Regions from separate parts of the Capra hircus genome. Here region 2 is linked to region 1. The links are chromatin contacts, called in public Hi-C maps. All regions are on one chromosome and are shown on one strand. The core of a region is the stretch at or near the end of the contact, and the rest is flanking DNA. Distances in the headings are between cores, read along the strand shown.

The links. A called contact is a pair of places that touch in the nucleus more often than the background predicts.
Region 2: a Hi-C map of blood shows a contact between it and region 1, with 2.4 times the contacts expected there. The contact joins the enhancer-like site here to the promoter of PPP1R1B in region 1. A contact is called at or near these places in 2 of 5 Hi-C or Micro-C datasets (both in blood).

What each region holds. Positions count from the first base shown.
Region 1 is chr19:39,645,494-39,650,783 of ARS1.2, forward strand. PPP1R1B (protein phosphatase 1 regulatory subunit 1B) reads left to right here and starts at 2,574. Exons shown (of 7, transcript XM_018065005.1): 1 at 2,574-3,104; 2 at 4,745-4,805; 3 at 5,079-5,101. The coding sequence starts at 3,024.
Region 2 is chr19:39,745,290-39,750,579 of ARS1.2, forward strand. GRB7 (growth factor receptor-bound protein 7) reads left to right here. Exons shown (of 15, transcript XM_013972231.2): 2 at 2,428-4,093; 3 at 4,200-4,350; 4 at 4,532-4,688; 5 at 4,783-4,904; 6 at 4,996-5,073. The coding sequence starts at 3,942. Among named protein-coding and RNA genes, the nearest start is that of GRB7, 3.2 kb to the left of the region's middle. Within about 2 kb of position 3,217, at least 2 of the 5 cell types and tissues checked have an H3K27ac peak or open chromatin away from gene starts, as enhancers often do.

The DNA.
Region 1 (5,290 bases), core at 1,324-3,823:
TGCTCTGGGATATGCCTGACCCTGGCCACCTCTCCCAGCCCCAGCTGGACTCCCCCATCCTCGCAACACCCTCCCCACTCCTTGCCCCTGCCCACACTTCCCCCAGCCCCCAGAAGTCCCTGTCCCTTCCTCCTCTGTCACCCACGCAGCCCCAGCCACCTGGCCGCCCACCTGAAAAACTTTTCCCCAAGTTCTTGAGAAGTCGCGTAGGATCCAGGAGAGAAAAATCAAAGTAATAAAACCTCATTTAATTCCTAACGGAGGGCAGAGCTGTGAGCTGCAATTATCTTAATGCGGAGCTATTTTTACTCTCTCCATCTCTGTCTCCTGCCTCTCTCTGTCGTGAGGCTTCCTCTCTCTCCCTTTGTCTCTCCATCTCTCACATGCGTTTTCTCGCTCTTTCTTTTCCACACTTCCTACCTCCCCGTCCTCTCTCGCTCTCACCTCCTGTCTCTGCCTTCCTTCCTTCTCCTTCCTGTCTGTTCCTTGGGCCTGTACCCCTGTGAGCCAAGTTCCCCCATCCCGCTTGACCCCAGGGTTTAGCAGCCAGAGCTGTAGGTGCCTGGGTAAAGGTTGGAAGAAACAGCAAAGACCCCCTCTTTCAGGGTTACCCAGGAGAGGAGAGTCTCCCTTCCAGCTGCCCCAGCCTGGGTCTAGGGAACTTTTCCTGATTCAGGGCCACCCAGAACTCCAATCCTTTCGGCAGAACCTCTGTCAACAGGCCCTCCCTGGCCAAAGGAGCCTCGTCAACCGTGGTCCCAAAGGCCCTCTCAGCTCCAATGGGCCCTGAGGTTCCCCTGGGAGTGATGACTCCCTCTCCTTGTCCCCTCATTAACTGTCCAGCTGTCTTCTGTCCCCTTCACCCAACACTGGACCTTCCTACCTGCCTAGCACTGGAAACCACAGACCTCTCAGCCTTCTCTCGGCCTAGTGGCCACACAGGTTACTGCCTGGGCCGTGCCTTTCCTGTGCCCCTTCTGACCCTCGTGATCTCCTCATTTGCCTCCCAGGGCACTGCCAAATTGGTGTTTACTACCTCCCACCACAACCCTCTGACAGAGGGGTCTGGGCCAAGCCAGGGACTGCCAGGGAGGCAACACCCCAGGGCCAGGGACCTGGCATCTGGCTGTTTCCCCACAAGCATAGAAGTCGACAAACACAGCAGGACTTGGGCCAGGCCTGAGGGTGGGGGAGCAGTGCGCCCCGCGGCCAGGCCTCCCAGCACCCATGGGCAAAGCTCTGTGCTCCCGTTCCCTCGCCTCATCCCCAGGGTAGGCGCTGACTCTGGGGTGTTGCGCCGTGCCCCTGACCCCACTTTCACAAGACTCCACTGGCCTTTTGCTTCCTTCTCGCTCTGCCAAGGGCCCAGCATGCTTGGCCTGGGAGTGGAAAAGTTGCTGGCTGGGGGAGAGGGGCTCCTGACTGTTCCAGGCCTAAGCATGACCAGGAGAGGAGAGAGCCAAGGCAAACAGAGTCCCAGGAAGACACACATGTACAAGTCTACACACACACACCCGCTCAGAGCGGCATTCAGACCCTCGCCCCCAGGCCCAAAGAAGACGGAAACACTGGTTCCTGCAAAGGCATCCAGCACCAGACGATAAACAGGGACACTCCAAACGACAGGGCCATCTCCTCCCCTTTCCCCCCTTCAGAGCACATGCAAACACCTCTGCAGAGAGAGAGGCTCACACCTCCGAAATGAGCACACACACACCTCCCCCCTTGCTTTATTCCTGCACCAAACTCACACGTGATGGCACGTGTACACCCCAACTCCCCCAACTCTATCCCCCTGAGCTGGCTCTGTCTCCCCCACATCATATCTGGGGAGAACAGGCAGGAGACACGTGGATCCAGGGTACCTCACAGCATGGACACATTCCCCTGCCCCCACGAGAGCCCTCCCAGGATCACAACCTTACCCCCCTCTACTCTTCACGCTGGACCTGTGCAGAGGGTACTCCCACCCCCCTTGCAAGCTGGCACAGCCTGCCCATCACCTTGACAGCCTCTGACATCCTCCCCCACTCTGCCCCCTCCCCCGTGCACACACGGTCTTCCCACACCCTGCCACTCACACCTGCATCCTTGACACTCTGACACACTTACTCACACAGACTCTCACCACACGGACCCCCCCCCCACACACACACACTCCCCAGCTTTAGGCACCACAGGGCCCCTGGCACTCACTTTCACACACTCCCTGCCATGATGACTGACATGTGTCCTCCCACGCACACCCCGCTCCTTCACGCTCACTCGCTTTTTAGGACACCCCCTTCACAGCGTGACACGCTGGTGCTATTCTCTCCACGACCTCACAGCCTCCCCATGAAACTCCAAGCACCCAGGCCAGGAAGGGGTTAAAGTCAGAGTCCCAGGGCCCCGCGGCCCGTCTCCCCTCGGCCTCCCCCCATTATCCTCCCTGCTGGACTCCATCAATAATGCAGCTTCAAGTTCTGGGGAGTCGGCAGGGGGCCCCCAGGCCGCTCCCGCGGTCCTGGCTCGCACTCCCCGCCCTCCTCCCGGCCGAGAGCACGCTCGTCGGCGCTCATTGGCCACTGTCTCCTGAGCCCTCCCACCACGCGCCCGGGCGCCAGTCCCAGGCCGAGGGGACGGGCTGGGGACCCCAAGGCTGGGGCCGGAGGGCGAGACCCGGAGAGACGGAGCGAGGCAGAGACAGAGGGAGACTCGCGGAGAGGGAGCAAGGGAGATAGAGGAAGGCTGGAGAGGCACAGAGAGAGCGAGGGAAGGAGGGGCAGAGACCAGCCCCGCGAGCCCGAGGCGCGGGCGCCAGGGGACCGAGGCTCCCAGGAGCCCCAGAGCCGCGAGCCGGCGGCCGCCCCCCACCCCCGCGCGCCCTCCCCTCGCCGGCGCCGTATCTTTATCTGTGCGTGAACAGCCCTCCAGCTCCTCTCTGCCACACTCAACCCGCTGCCGCCGCGGCGCCCGGAGCAGCGCCGGGGAGCGGAGCCGGGATCGCAGCCCGAGACCCCACGACGCGCGCCCCGCCCGCCATGGACCCCAAAGACCGCAAGAAGATCCAGTTCTCAGTGCCCGCGCCCCCCAGCCAGCTCGACCCCCGCCAGGTGGAGATGGTAAGGGGGCTGCGCCCCACCCCTGGCAGCGCCCCCCTACCCTAACCCCCACTCCCCGACTCCTCTGCGCTCCGGGATCGGAACTGGCCTGGGAGACGCGGGCGCCCGGCCCGCCTCTGACGCCGCGGGAGCGCGGGGCAGCGCGTGGAGTTCGCCGGAGACTCCTGTAACTTTTTCCCGGGGCCTCGCACCTGATCCCGGGGCTGGGGAATCCCGGGCGGCCCCGGAGGGGGAGGAATGTCCTCTGGACCCTGCAGTGTCCTCCTTCCCTGGGGTCCCCCGGGGACCACTGGTGTGACAAACATGGCCCCCTGACCCGTTACACAGAGCGGGCCTGCGCCCGCCTGCCGCGCGCTCTGGCCATCTCTCTAGTCCCACCCTGCACACCTGGGCTGGGATCACCCGAGCTTTGTCCTGACCTCTAGATAAAGCCACAACATGGGCGGGGCGGGGGGTGCGGGTGGAGAGGGAAATGATGACCAGTCATCCCAGAAGCCAGAAGTCCTCACACAGACATCTGAGTCCTCTGGACAGCCTGCCTGGGCACTGGGTACCAGAGGCCTCCAAAGGTGGGCATGAGATGTGGGGCGTGATGGGGAAAGAGACATGAGTTTTTTGCGGGCGCCTCCCCTCCTCCACTAAGCCATTCACTTGTTGCTGTTGTTGAGAAGCAGCTGGCACCCAACAGAGCAGTGGATGGGGGGGGGGGGCATGTCATGTTGCAGAGAGACCGAGTGGAAGGGGGGTGGGCCTGGGCGACCGGTTTGATCCCCAGCCCAAGCAGCTTTTGATCTGGAGGGCAGTGTTGGGAGATTGGCAGGGGGAGGTGGCAGTTTCAGTTTAATTCACCTGGTTCTCTTTGTGCATTTCCCTGGAGCTCAAAGAGGACCTAATTAACTGACTGTTGATCTGATTGCCAAGCTAGGGGGAAGGGTGGGGGAGTTACTGGGAGTACTCAGTGACCCCCCCCCCCCGACTGTTCAGCTTGGCTCACGTACCAAGGAGGGCGACTTTGGAGGTTTTATGAGGACTGGGTGAAGAGTTCCACAGCCTGAGTGATACTGCTAGAGGGGCCCAGACCCAGGCCCTGGGCAGTCCGGGGCTCAGGCGCACACCCGAGCCTCAGAGTGAGGTTGGAGGTGCCTGCTGTTCAGGCTCAGCCTCCCTCTGCAGCTTGGTCTGGTTTCTTTGGAGCCCTTGAGGCGACCTTAGGTGGGCAGGGCCACGTGAATGCCATCTTCCACAGTCAGCGTCGGGTCCTGAGGTCTGATGTCTTCATAAAGGGGAGAGGGAGGGCCATGGCAGGGGAAGATATGAAGGGAGGTGGCGGATCTGGAGTAGCCATGGAGAGAGATGGGCACTGGCTGGCAGCCACTGGTGGGCTTTTCTTGCTCTTCTCTGCCTTGGCATGCTGTGTGGCTTTGAGCTCTTTGCTGAAAGTCTCTGAGCCTTGGGTTTTCACCTCGGTAAAACGAGGGGGTTTGGTGAGCTCTGGAATCCCTTTCAGCTCTGACAGTCTTTGATTCAAAGGCTCCCTGGGGACTCCAAAGCACAGTTTGTTCCCTGCTGCCGGGGTGGGGGTGGGGAGCGGGCTGCAAGGGTCTGTCCTGCCCTCCCTTCTCCCGTCTCTGTCTCCTTAGATCCGGCGCAGGAGACCAACCCCTGCCATGCTGTTCAGGCTCTCAGAGCACTCCTCACCAGGTGGGCCCCTTCCCTGCCCCCCAGTCCTGGCCCCACCCTAACTGTGATGCCTTCTGGGGGCCCCTGCCAAAGTCCCTTGAGTAGGAGACTGAATGGAGAATGGGGGGTTAAGGTTCAGGAGCCCAACTCCACTGGGCTCATTTATCGACCAGGCGCCTCCCAACACTGGGAAGGAAAGGGCCCAGAGACTGACTGAATTTGGGGGAAAATACCAATAATTCGGATTCTTTCTCTCTTCTTTTTCCTGGCTCGGTCACCGGTGGCCTCCCTCAGAGGAGGAGGCCTCACCCCACCAGGTGAGTTTCCAGGGGCAGCTGGAAGGAGGGCCACCAGGCCCTTTGTGATGGGATGGAGGGGATTACTTCCCAGCTAGCTCACGGTGCCACCCAGGAGGACATTAGCATATCAACTGGCACCTTGGTGAGAACGCCTGGTGCCAGGATGAAGATCTCCACCCCTTGTCTTTGCTCTGCTCAGACTCAGGC
Region 2 (5,290 bases), core at 1,967-4,466, 100 kb after region 1:
GTTTTCCTGGAGGCCTCACTTTCTCTTTTCCTCCAGCCTCCCATCCTGCCCCCTCCTCACTATCTGCCCTCGGTCTTTCCCTGTTCTCACTCCCTGTTCTCTCCATTCCTTCGTCCCTCTCCACCCCGCCCCCCAACAGCCCCAAACACACACTCCAACCTGCTGATGGGGTCAGGGAAGCAGGAATCCAGATTCTTTCCTCCCTGAGAGGGGCGGATTTCCCGCTGAAACTAGCCCCTCCCCACGTCCCCAGAAAGAGAGCTGGGAGGGGTGTCCCAAGGCCGAGGGGGCAGCCCCAAGTGTCTCCAGGCTCCGTCTGCTTTGACCCCAGTTTGAGTTTCCCCAAGTCTTTATTAAAGACAGATGTCTCTGTGGGGGTAGTGGGGCACCCTCCAACTTGGAGGGCAGTAAAGGAGACAGGTTCTCTGAATTGCATCCTTACTCAGTAACACAGGCTTCCCTGGTAGATCAGCTGGTAAAGAATCTGTCTGCAATGCAGGAGACCCCAGTTCAATTCCATTCCTGGGTTGGGAAGATCCCCTGGAGGAGGGCATGGCAATCCACTCCAGTATTCTTGCCTGGAGGATCCCCATGGACAGAGGAGCTTGGCGAGCTACAGTCCTTGGGGTCGCAAAGAGTCGGTCACGACTGAGCAACTGAACTGAACTGAGCGACTCAGCACAGCCCTCCGGTGGGAAGGTAGGGGGTGGGACAGGCCCCGGGGAGGGGGGTCCCTTCTGGCTTCAGAAAGAAGTGGTCTAGGTAGGCTGAAGGGATAGATGCTGGGGGTCTGCAGCGCAGTAGGGCCTGGGGAGAGTGGGTGCGCTGTGCGGATGGGGGAGGGGGGCAGATTGCCTTGTCCGTCTGAACAGTCTTGGGGAAGACTCATCCCAGTCGGGGTCTCCCTGGCATGCTGGGGATGGAGAATACTCCTGCCTGCCCTTGCCAGGCCTTCCAACCCCACTGCGCCTCGAGAATGCCCCCTCTTGGTCCGCCTGTCCTGGACTCTGCTCTCCCCTCTCCACCCCCCGCTATCCTGCTGGGGGGGCCCCCGTGAAGGCAAGCAGCCTGTAATGATTAACTCCACAGACACTCTAGCATTCTTCCCGAATTAAACTTTAAAAGAGCTGCCCCCCTCATTCCCATTGGATGTTTTTCCCCTAGTGAGGGAGAGGGCAGGGCCGCAGGGTCCGGGGGCCCTCCCCCAGCTCCAGGTCAGCTAGGGGTTTCCCGCCTCCTCACCTGAGCCCTCACCCTAAGCGCTCCCCCACAGGTAAAGCCTTCCTCCTAACTAAATCCCGATGCGGGCGGGGCGTGGGGTTCCTGGGCCTGGCGGGGGCCTTCCCGCCACCTCCAGGCCCCAGCTCCAGCCCCTCCCCACCCCACCCCACCCGGTACCGAAGGTGGCCTTGTTTTCTACCGGCCCGGCCTTCTACCCCGAGCCCTGCCACCCGCCCTCGGGGCCAGCCAGGTGGGGCAAGATTCAGGAAGTAAACAAGGAGGCTGGAGGCGGGAGGGCTGGAAGGAGGGTGGGGCCCAAGCCACGGGGGCGGGGAAGTCGCAGAAGGGAGTCGCAGTACTAAGGGGACAGATTGATGTGGGGGTCGATTTCTTCAATATAACCTTCCCAGGGCCCCAGTTGGAAAGTTTCAGGTCTCTTGGGGGTGGTGGAGGGGGCTGCCCAGGGGAGACAGCTAGGATCGGTTTCTCTCACCTCTCCTCTCTTCGGTCCTGACTCCCCAGTCCTGTCCTGCCTTAGAGGGGTCTGGAGAGCTAGGTGATGGGATCTGAAGGCTAAACCCATCCAGAGTCAGCCTTCCCGCCCCCCACAGAGGCCAGACTCTAGTCTGATTCAAATCTACCCTCTCCCCTTCCAAACGCTGCCCAGATTCCCCTTCCCTCTGGGATGGGAGAGGATCCAGGCCTCCTGGTCTCAGACCACGCCACTGTTGGTCTCTGGCTTCCTGGAGCGGGTGGTTCCTGCAGCCCTTCCCCTAGTCCCCCCTGGGATGAAGTGAGCAGGGCTGTTTGCCAGAGGTTAGACGGGGGTGGGAGTGGGGGCCTTGTGTTTTGGTGTTGACGTGCTGGTGTCTCTTGGTGTTCCATGGTGGGTGGATCTTTCCCTTCCTGGCAGGACCCCCAGCCTCGTCGCTGGCTCTCCCTCCTGGCCTTCCCCTGTCTGCCTGTCTGTGTCTGTCTTCCTGTGTATCTTGACTTTCCACTCCTGCTGCTGAGTATGCCTTTGATCAGAACGCCCAGGAGAGTATATGAATTAAAAGGACCCTCATTTCCCAGGGATGATGAGGATGAGACCCTCCCAGGCCAGCCGAGTCCTGGATGCTAAGGGTGGGCAGCAGCAGCAGAATGCAAGTCTGGGGGGCTCTGGACAGGAGAAGGAGCACTGCATGTTTCTTTGGGTTACTTTAGGTACCCCAGGGGCACCCCTGTGAGGTCAGCTCCACTCCAGATGGGCTTCTGAATCCCGGCCAGGCTTTTCTTCTCTCCTGCCTGGGTGAGGGGGCTCCTGGGCTGGGTGGTGGCTACCTGGGGCCCTTTGCAGGTTGCACCTGGACCTGGACTGGAGGTAGGCCAAAGGTGGGGAGGAGGAGATGATGTCAGAGGAGCCTCAGCCTCCCCCCCACCACCCACATCTTCCTCCTCCCCAATCCTGTTCTTGTGGGGGGGGGGGGGGAGTGGAGGGGATGGGTAGAGGCAGGGTTGTTTGTGTTTCTCCTAAGCCAGGAAGTAGTGGAGATGAGTCAAGGGTGAATGGAGAGCTCCAGGCAGTGTGTCCCGCCCCACCCTGACTCACCTGTCCCCCAAATCTCCTCTTGTCCTCACTTAAAGGTTGGGGACCTGCCTCATCCCAGGTGCGGGGAAGGGGGGCAGATCTTGGGTGCCTTAGGCAAGCTAACAGCGCTGGCCCAGTATCTGGAGCACAGGCAGGGGACAGAACTGCTGGTCCCAGGTCCTCCCAGATCTCAGCCCAGCCTAAAGGGTCTTGGTTCCTGAGAAGGAGGGGCTTGCGATGCCTCCACCTGCTGGTGGCCATCCTTGCCCCATCTCTTCTATCCTTGTCCTGGATGCCGTGTAGTGCCTGTGGGCAATAAAACATGGGTAAGACCCTGGCCTTGCCTGGGATGGCTGGGCATCTTCAGACCAGTGGGTGAATAAGACAGGTGCGGAGGCCCCAGCACAGGGCCCAGAGGGAGCCCTTCAGTCTGAATGTGGAAAATCCAGGAAGGCTTCTCAGAGGAGGTGGCTCTGGCGTTGAGGCCTCAAGAAAGTTGGGGAGGGGGAGGGGTCTAACGAAGGCACACAAGGTTTGGGGGCCGCTGGGGTGCAGGCCCCAGACTCGCCTTCTCCTTCCCACTGCAGCTGAGCTCGCCTCCTGTCCTCCTGGTTCCTGTCCTTCCCCACCTCCTTCTCTCCTTCTGTGCATCACTCAGCGCTTGAGCAGGCGTTGCCACAACAGGCTCTGGCAACAAAGCGCTGGGAAAACCTGGGGCAGAGCCCAGAGGAGTGAGTGCCCCACGCTGGGAAGTGCAAGGGTGACACTGAGCCCGGCTGTGTGGGGGTCAGGGAGTCCCTCGCTGCTGCCTGGCCTGTGGTGAGGGACCCTCACCGCTCTTCCCCTGGGCAACCTGGGGTAAGGAAGAGCACTGGACTGGGAGTCCAAACGCTGAGCTCTGCTCCCTGTCTCACCTGTGATGAGGCAGGAGTGCTTCTTTTTCAGGGCTCAGAGTCCCTTTTTGTAACAGGGACTCAACGCTGCCCTTCCCCAGAGGCTCCAGGGAACTCCAGTTAGTGGGGGATCGAGGAGGGGCCGGATAAACTCTGAGGGGCACCCGACAGAAGGGTGAAGGAGGTCTGGGTCCCCTTGGCCCCTCTCCCCAGGACAAGGGCACAAGAGCAGCTGTTCCTCTTCTCCCTCAGAGGTCATGGAGCTGGGTCTGTCTCCACTTCATCTCAGCAGCTCCCCAGAAGACCTGTACCTGGCCTCTGGGACCCCTCCTGGGACTCCTCCACCTCTCAATGCTCCTCTGTCTGGGGAGGTGAAGAGGTCCCAGCCTCTGCCCATTCCAACCAGCAGGTAAAGTGGGGTGTCGGCTGACGGAGGGAGGCTGGGGGGAGCGGTCAGCACTAGGGTAATGCACAGAAGCTTACTAGCAACTCCTCACCTCCATCTCCCGCCCCAGGAAACTTCTTCGAGAGGAGGAGCTACAGTCAACCTCTCTGCCCTCCATCCCCAACCCCTTCCCCGAGCTCTGCAGTCCTTCACAGAGCCCCATTCTTGGGGGGTCCTCCAGTGCAAGGGGGCTGCTCCCTCGAGACACGAGCTGCCCCCATGTGAGTTTCCCTGGGAAAGAGAAGGCAGGGAGCATGGGGTGCTGGGGGATGGGGCAGATACAGTGTCGCCTTGGCTGGGTGGAGGGGACTTGGTCAAGGATCCCAGAGGGTAGAGCAGAGGGGGATGGGAGAGAACCACCCTTTGCCCTTGCCCGCCTCACCGGCCATTCCTGGGGTGCAGGTCATAAAGGTGTACAGTGAAGATGGGACCTGCCGCTCGGTGGAGGTGGCGGCAGGGGCCACGGCTCGCTATGTGTGCGAGATGCTGGTGCAGCGATCTCACTCCCTGAGTGACGAGAACTGGGGGCTGGTGGAGTGCCACCCCTACCTAGCACTGGGTAAGTTGGGGCGCAGGGGACTGCCTAGCCTGGGAGGCAGTGCTTCACACCTGACTGGCCTGCCCTGACCCCTGCTTTTTGCCCTTGACCCCAGAGCGGGCCTTGGAGGATCATGAGTCAGTGGCAGAAGTGCAGGCTGCCTGGCCCATTGGTGGAGACAGCCGCATCGTCTTCCGGAAGAACTTTGCCAAATACGAGCTGTTCAAGAGCACTCCAGTGAGTGTGCGTAACAGGGGGGTCTGGGCCCGGACACCCCACCCCCCACCCGGATCCTCAGTCCCTGACTCCTGGCTCCTTTTGCCCCCAGCACTCCCTATTCCCAGAAAAGATGGTCTCTAGCTGTCTGGATGCACACACGGGCATGTCCCATGAGGACGTCATCCAGGTGAGGGCCCACTCCCATTTCATGGCCTTGACTCCCCAGGATCGCCCAGGGCTTCTTGGCCCTGAAGCTCGTGCCATCCCTCTATGGGGTGGAAAGCCCAGCACCGCCCTAAGCATCAGTTTCTTCCTCTGTTAAATGACAGTAAATGTAAACCCCTGCCACCGAGGCAGGTGCTAGGAAGGCCTCTGTGTGTGTGTGTGTGTGTGTGTGTGTGTGT